2 separate regions of the Mus musculus genome follow, and region 1 is linked to region 2. Evidence: chromatin contacts called from public HiChIP or PLAC-seq data. All regions are on one chromosome and are shown on one strand. The core of a region is the stretch at or near the end of the contact, and the rest is flanking DNA. Distances in the headings are between cores, read along the strand shown.

Region 1 (3,718 bases), core at 329-2,828, 75 kb before region 2:
TGTAGCTGACGTTCTTGGGGACATGGTAAAAATAGGAGAAGGTGTGATCCATTGTCACGGCTGACACATGTAAAGCCCAGCAGGGGCCTGAAGTTCTCCGTAAGCTAGGGCTGATATTATTTCAGACACTTTGGGGTGAAGACAGTTTTGTTACCGGTCTGGTCTGAGAGCTAGAGGAGCCATGTTGTAAGGAATGGGTAGAGCCTTTTGTTGCTGTTTTTTGAGACAGGGATTCTCTGTGTATCCCTGGCTGTCTTGGAACTCACTCTGTAGACCAGGCTGGCCTTGAACTCAGAAATCCACCTGCCTCTGCCGCCCAAGTGCTGGGATTAAAGGCATGCGCCACCATTGCCCGACCGGGCAGAGCCTTTTTTCTTTTGAGGACTTAGCATTCTCCACCCTGGCACCCACCTGCTTCTAAAGATCCTCGTTTCTGGTGTTACCAGTTTTCAAGACAGCGAGAGATGTACAATCTAGATTTGTTTCTCTCTCTCTCTCTCTCTCTCTCTCTCTCTCTCTCTCTCTCTCTTGCTTAGAGTTTGGCCCAGGATCTTGGGAATGTTGCGTGTGCTGGGTCACAGAGTCTCCTCCTCCAGCTCTGTTGACTCTGTAAAACCTTCTTGCCTACTTCAAAGGAGGCTTCTCCTCAGAGGGGAGCTATAAGGCAGGAAGTAAGTGCCCAGGGGGGCTGGCTGGCTTCCAGTGTGATCACAGAATCTTGTCCCCTGCCTATGCAACCTCAGGAGCCTGGGGGAAGGACTCTGCATCAGGTATCCAGGTAGCATCCTAATCCAGGATCTAGGATTCACCTTACTGTGTAGAGACCTCTTACCCACATAAGATTAGAAGTTTCCGTTTGCGTGTATTGGAAGTTAGAGTTAAGACTTAAACACAGTTTTATGGGGAGGACTGTAATGCAGTCTACTACAGATGAAGTGGTTGTTTTGTTTGTTTTTCCAGGTGCAGATAGGAATAGAGGGAGGGGTTCTGAGACCCGAATAAACTGTCACCTGGTGCTCCCCAGAACAGCAGTTCTGGCCTTGTTACAGCCCCCTCATGAACCCCACTGTTGGAGCTCCAATCCTAATGCCAGGCATTGCCTTCTTAGTGCTGGTATTTTTAGTCATGGCATAGGCTAGGGGCTTCCAGTGATTAACACCCCACTCTGGGGAGCAATGGAGGCCAAAGCTCTTGTTAACAAATTAAATTCTTGGAGAGAAGTTGGCATGATGGGGGGAGGCAAGGTTCCTTTGGTAGGTCATACATGGGGCAGTTTCCAGCAGCAAGAGCCAGGTGAGGGCAGGAAGCTTGCTCTGGGATTGGCGAGAGCCATGGGCTTACAGGGTGTGGTCCTTAGGGGGCTGGGACACCGAGGACACACAGCCTTCATTCTGTTTGTGTGCTCCACGGTCCCTGAGAATGTGTCAATTCAGGCAGAGCCTAAGGAATCCTGTGACATCATTCCCTCCGGAACATTTTTTTCTGAGACAAAAATCTTGCACTAGGCTACGAGCCTCCCCTAAATTTCGCCTTTACAAATGAAAATACACCCCAGGAAGACAGGCGCCATTGTGCCCCCTAGTGGCCATCAAATGCTGTACACAGAAGGGAACTTGGCATTGTTTAGTACAGGAGATTTGGGATACAAGGGCACCTTGGGAAAAATTTAAAGCTAATGTGTTTAATTAAAAAATAAAAAGGAGCTGGGTGTGGTGGCGCATGTCTTTAATTCCACCGCTTGAGAGGCAGAGGCAAGTGGATCTCTGTGAGTTTGAGATCAGCCTGGTCTACAGAGTTCCAAGACAGCCAGAAACTTTGTTTTGAAAAACCAAAAAGGAAATAATAATAATAATCAGAAGCAAGTAGATTTCTGAGTTCAAGGGCAGCCAGATATACATAGCCATGTCCTTAAATAAGAAAGCAGTTTTATTAATACCTTATTTTTTTTTAGATTTTCTTCTTTTTGGGGGGGGGGCTAGAAACCCTTTAGAGATAGGGTTTCTCTGTGTAGCCCTGGCTGTCCTGGAACTCACTCTATAGACCAGGCTGGCCTTGAACTCGGAAATCTGCCTGCCTCTGCCTCTGCCTCCCAAGTGCTGGGATTAAAGGTGTGGACTACCGCTTCCTGGCCTCCTTTCTTTCTTTTTTTAATGCATGGTTATTTATTTGTGGAGGGAGGATCTCACTAAGTCTGGCTAAAACTCATTCTGTAGATCAGGCTGACCTTGAACTTGTCCAGAGCTCATTTTGTCTACCTCCCAAATGCTGGGATTAAAGGCATTTACCCATTCACCCAGCAAGAAAAATTTTAGGTTTATGGAAAATTCAGAAAAATAAAACAGCTCAAGTATGTTAACATCTTAGTATAATACATTTGGCACAATTATTAAAACTAATATTTTGTTATTTCTTCAGATTTCTGCAATATTTACCTTTTGTTGCCCAGAATTTTGTCCCTGATTCAACATTTAATTTCCTCCTCAGGGTTTTTTTGTTTTTTCTTGGTTAGCCAGTGTTTCAGACTGCCCCTGTTTTGAGGGGTTTGTCAGTTTTGTTTTTTGTTTTGTTTTGTTTTGTTTTATGGTTTTTGGTGGTTTGGGGGAGCTCTGGTCAGGTATCTTGTTAGCCTGTCCTTTAGGGGACCGAAGCTTTATGTCTTGAGTTTTACCTGCTGGAAGCTTTCTTTAGTCATTGTTATACATAGTTATTGGGTTAGACAATATTGGGTATACAACAGTGTGTCAGTCGTTCTTCTTATGCTTGGTCAAAATATCTGTCAGAAGCAACATCAGTCAGAGAGACAAATGTCCTGGCTTGCAGCATCAGAGGCTCATTGATAGCGGCAGGGGAGGCATGGTGACAGAAGCCACCAGCTCAGCTTGCTGTGCCTTGGCAGCAGACAGGACTGAGAAGAGAGCTCAGGCCAGGAAGCCTCCAGCCTCACTCTTACTGCCCTATCTCTGCCCTGTAGGCCTCAGAGTCCAAGAAGGGAAGGGTTCTGTCATCTCTCCAAACTGCCACTAACTGGGGACAAAGTGTTGACGTGCACGAGCTTGCAGGAGACCTTGTTCATTTAAATCATAACATAGTCGACAAAGATATTTTATAACTAGCCGTTGTGGGTCAGTGATGCTGGGTGTTCCAGGGCAAAGATTCGAACCCGGGCCACCCCGGTGACCTCTGTGCTGTTGGCTGCCTCCCATGGGGAGCTGGAAGACTGAGGCTTGCTGTATCAGAAAATCAGTCAATCAGACGGTGACCAAGCAAACAGGATAGTCCATAGAGTCAGTTAGAAGTGGATTGGATTCCTGTCTGCTAATACAAATGAGAGAAAATGTCTTGAAAATAAACGCCAGGATCATCTCAAGATGGCTCATGAGGGAAAGAAAGGCCTGACAGCCTGAGTTGTGAAGGTGGGGAGAGAGAACTGACTCTACAGAGTCCTCTGAACCGCATAAGCACGCTGTGACGTCACCTCATACAAGCATGCGCGCCCCTGTTCCAATGAATGTGTATACGCGCACACACAAACACGAAATACTTTTTTTTTTTTTTTAAGTGTAAAATAACCATTACCTGTGTTTATCTTCTGAGTGCCTCTGCTATCCCCATTAAATGTCCTTCTATGATTGGCAGTGTTCTTAAATGCCGCCAAAAGAATGCCTTTAGCTGGCCATCTAGTTTCGATGTTGACAGAAAGAAATCAGTTGTGCCGGGT
Region 2 (3,862 bases), core at 1,071-3,570:
AAAATAAGCTACTGCCAGGGAGCTTAATAAAGTATTCTTAAGTTGCAGTGACATTTTATAACTAAACTGAGAAGTCCACACTCTTATCGGAGAGGTCTCGGTGGTTAAAAGCACTGGCTGCTCTTCCCAAAGACCAGGGTTTGATTTCCAGAACCCTTATGGTGTCTCACAACTATCTAACTATCAGGATCTGAGGATACATGTTTGTGGTGCACAGATATGCATGCATTCATACCTATAAAATAAAAAAAAAAAAACTGTAAACAAAACAAAAACCTTAAGGGCTGGAGAGAGAGATGAGCAGCTCAGAGCACTCATTTTGCTTTTACAGAGGACCTAGGTTCGGTTTCTAGAACCTACATGGTGGCTCACAACCATTAGTAACTCCAGTTCCAGGGGGGTCTAATGCCACCTCTGATCTCTGTGAGCACCAGGCATGCAGATGGTGTATGTATGTATGTATGTATGTATATATATACATATACACACACATACACACACACACATACATACATACATACAGGCAAAACACTCATACACATTAACCTAAAAACATTTTTAAACAATTTTTTAAAGCTTTCACAATATCCTCATCCTTAACGTCAATTCAAATGTCACTGATTCCAGATCCTACATTTGTAATCCAAATTCAGGAGGGAGGACAGCCTACATACTCAATTCCAGGCCAGTCAGGGATTGACAGTGAAACCCTATCTCAAAACAAAGAAGTTAACCTACTCCCAATTTCGGCCAGGATTCCAGCAGCAGGGGACCTGATGTTTTGAAATAGGACCGCATGCAGTGCAAGCTGGACTCAAACTTACTACAAAGCCAAGAATACCTGTGAAAAACTAATTGTCTTGACTCCAGCCTCCAGCTCCCAAATGCCTGAGATCACAGGTACGCAACACTGAAGGTATGGTTATTTTTCTTGCTTGAGAGTTTTTTACACACACACACACACACCTTACATTATTGCAGTTTGTAATGTGGCTACTTGAGATCTATCTCTCAGGGGATTGTTGTTGGTTGGTTTTCCACGAAAACACTTGCTTGGCCTCAAACATGCAGCAATCCTCCACCTCTACCTCCTAAACGCTGATCACGGGCTTGTGCCACCATGCTTAAGGGGCTCTTTTCTTTTAACTGGCAAACTCTTTCTTAAACAGGGTGATTATATTTTGAATTACCTCTACCCCATCTTGACTAAGGCAGTGAAGGTGCTGGGCAAAACACTTGCTGAATTTCTCTATCCACTTGACCCTCTCTTCAATCGTCCACAGTAAATCTTTGACACTCTGTGCAAGGTCGTCAATCTAGCAGCCCAAAGCCAACACACTTACTTCTTCCACGAGATGGATACAACACCGTGAGGGAAGACATCACCACCTTCTGACTCACGCCATTTGACTTGATTTTGGGCAAATGAATCAATGCCTGAATTGACTGCTGTACACAGCCTCTTTAGAACTCTCTGCGATGGGGTTGAGAAAATTCATCTCCCCTAAGTAGGCCAAAATCACACACACACACACACACACACCACATACACACACACAAAACCTGCCCTTTTCTGAAACTTCTATCAGTGATTCTCCCACGCTCTCACTCCCACCTGGGAGCAAGGCTGCCAAATTACTTGCTGCGTACCTAGTGGCGATGTAGACACGTCTAGCGCTCTAGGTCACGGCCACAACATTTAAACCCACGGGAAGGACTCCTTGAAGGAGGACACCCCCAACCCCCCATGGGCCACTCAGGTCCTAGCCTCATCATACCACGCAGCGCTCTCTATGCCTTCTGTCTCGTGATGCACCCCCCGAAGTCTGGGTTAGCTCAAGGACTCGGGGGAGGCAGAGGGCACAGCCATGGCCAGAGACACCGAGGCTCTTGCGGCTTAAAAAAAAGCTCGGGACCCCGAGAAGAGCACAGGGCCCTGGGAACAGGGCCCAGCGGGCTGAGACCGCAGGGCCACTAGCCGCCTCCTCGGCCAGGACGCCGGAGGGCGCTGTGGGAGCTCGGGAGGGTCTGCTGCCTGGCCTCTCCGGCTGGAACCGGTCGGGGCCCCACACACACTTCGGGCCGGGCGCCCCGCTACGTGGTGGTCTCTCACGAAGCCCCTCTGGGTAACCGCTGAGACGGAAAACAGGAAGCGCTCTGGGCGTACGGGAGAGGCAAGGAGAGCCTCCCGGCTCCACCAGCCCCTCACCTTCATGGCCGCGACCGCCTCGGCTCGGTCGGCTCTACCGGGGAACTCAGCACCATAGCAGCCTCCTCACACAACGGATCTTCCTTCCTTCTAAGGCGGCGAATGCGGCGCCTCCCGAGACCCACTGAGCGTCCCTACGTAAGGGGGCATGGCCACGCTCGGCTCACGCCCCGGGAAGACGCCGAGCGGCGGGCGGAGCCCACCAATCCGAAGCGGGTCTTCGGGGGGCCCGATCACCAAAGCCAATGAAATGGTGAAGAAGGGGCGGGGTTTCGGGCGCAGTCTTGCGAGCGAAGGGGAGAGGGGAGGGGCGGAGGGAAACGGGGCGGGGCGAAGAGGGGCGGGGCGGGGCGTGACGCGACGTGACGCCCGGTCTGTCGGAGAGAAAGCCGCTCAGGCTGAATTGGCTTCCTATTTTGGGTGGATAGCTTCCCTCGGCCCGAGGCAGAAAAAGAGCTGTGGTGAAGTAGGAAACACTGTTGGTTTGAAGCTTTTATTCTAACCTGCGGAGCAGGGCCTCTCTCGGGCTTAACCCATTCTCCGAATGTTCTAGATCTCATCACCAGGAGAACCTCGGATCTCCTCAAGGAAGAGGGGCAGCACGATCTAGGGCGAGCCATTTAGAAGATGTACTGAGAACGGCTGAAGAACCAAAGGCTGTCCAATTCCAATTCTTTGTCGTTCGGTTCGTATGTGTGTGTGTGCGGTTTTCTTTTTAGACAAGATTTTTTCCTGGCTGTGCTGGCCAGAGAACTCCCAGTTTACACCAGGCTGGCTTGGAACTCAGAGAAATCATGCCTGCCTCTCTGCCTTCCGAGTGCTTGAGATTAAAGATGTGTTCCACCACAACTGCGTCCAATTGATGTAATGTTCAAATTTACCCAAGTACTAACTAACCCTTTCAAAGAATTCACATGATCCCTTCAAACTGACGTCGGGGCAGAAAAACAAGTGGCAAAAGATGGTATAAATTTCTTCAGCCTTGCTGGATTAAGGCTTTAATTAGTTGGTTTTCCTACATTTCTTTCTCTCACTTCAAAATAATATTTGAGGTCGGGCGTGGTGGCACACACCTTTAGTCCCAGCACTTGGGAGGCAGAGGTAGGCGGATTTCTGAGTTCGAGGCCAGCCTGGTCTACAAAGTGAGCTCCAGGACAGCCAGGGCTATACAGAGAAACCCTGTCTTAAAAAATAATAAAATAATAATAATAATTGAAATTTTAGAGCTCAAGATGTTACTTCTTCCTTAGCGAAGACCCAGACAACTCCTATTCTTATAATAATAATAATACTTTAAAATTCTTTGTATCTGGTTTTGCCTGCATGTGTATCTGTGCACCACATGTGTACAGTGATCAGGGAAGTCAGATGAGGATGTTGGATGCCCTGCAACTGAATTACAGTTGTGAACCACTATGTGAGTGTTAGAAACCAAACCCAAGTCCTCTGTAAGAACAGCAAGTGCTCTTAACCGCTGAGCCAGCCCCTGTTCTATTCTTTTTCAACATCTGCTTAGATGAACTTTTTGACAGAACACGAATACAGCTGGGTGCAGTGGCACAGGCCTTTAAACCCAGGATGGCAGAGGCAGGTGAATGTCTCTGAATTCCAGACCAGCCACTTTACATCGTCAGACCCTGGCTCAAAACAAAA

The links. HiChIP or PLAC-seq counts read pairs in DNA pulled down with a chosen protein or histone mark.
Region 1: an H3K27ac HiChIP or PLAC-seq map of embryonic stem cells shows a contact between it and region 2, with 7 read pairs. The contact joins the enhancer-like site here to the promoter of Rnf34 in region 2. A contact is called at or near these places in 2 of 39 promoter capture datasets (the SN4741 cell line and hippocampal neurons), 1 of 484 Hi-C or Micro-C datasets (nephron progenitors), 1 of 115 datasets of contacts at active chromatin or transcription factors (embryonic stem cells) and 2 of 9 other capture datasets (adipose tissue and pancreatic islet).

Annotation. Positions count from the first base shown.
Region 1 is chr5:122,923,516-122,927,233 of GRCm38.p6, reverse strand. All of the region lies in intron 11 of Kdm2b (lysine (K)-specific demethylase 2B), which reads left to right. Among named protein-coding and RNA genes, the nearest start is that of Gm33118, 16 kb to the left of the region's middle. Within about 2 kb of position 1,578, at least 54 of the 459 cell types and tissues checked have an H3K27ac peak or open chromatin away from gene starts, as enhancers often do. A contact at or near this core is called in adipose tissue and embryonic stem cells, where this site is marked.
Region 2 is chr5:122,848,646-122,852,507 of GRCm38.p6, reverse strand. It overlaps Rnf34 (ring finger protein 34), which reads right to left and starts at 2,320. Exons shown (of 6, transcript NM_030564.1): 1 at 2,210-2,320. The coding sequence starts at 2,215. It overlaps Gm33044 (predicted gene, 33044), which reads left to right and starts at 2,572. Exons shown (of 2, transcript NR_169045.1): 1 at 2,572-2,675; 2 at 2,763-3,058.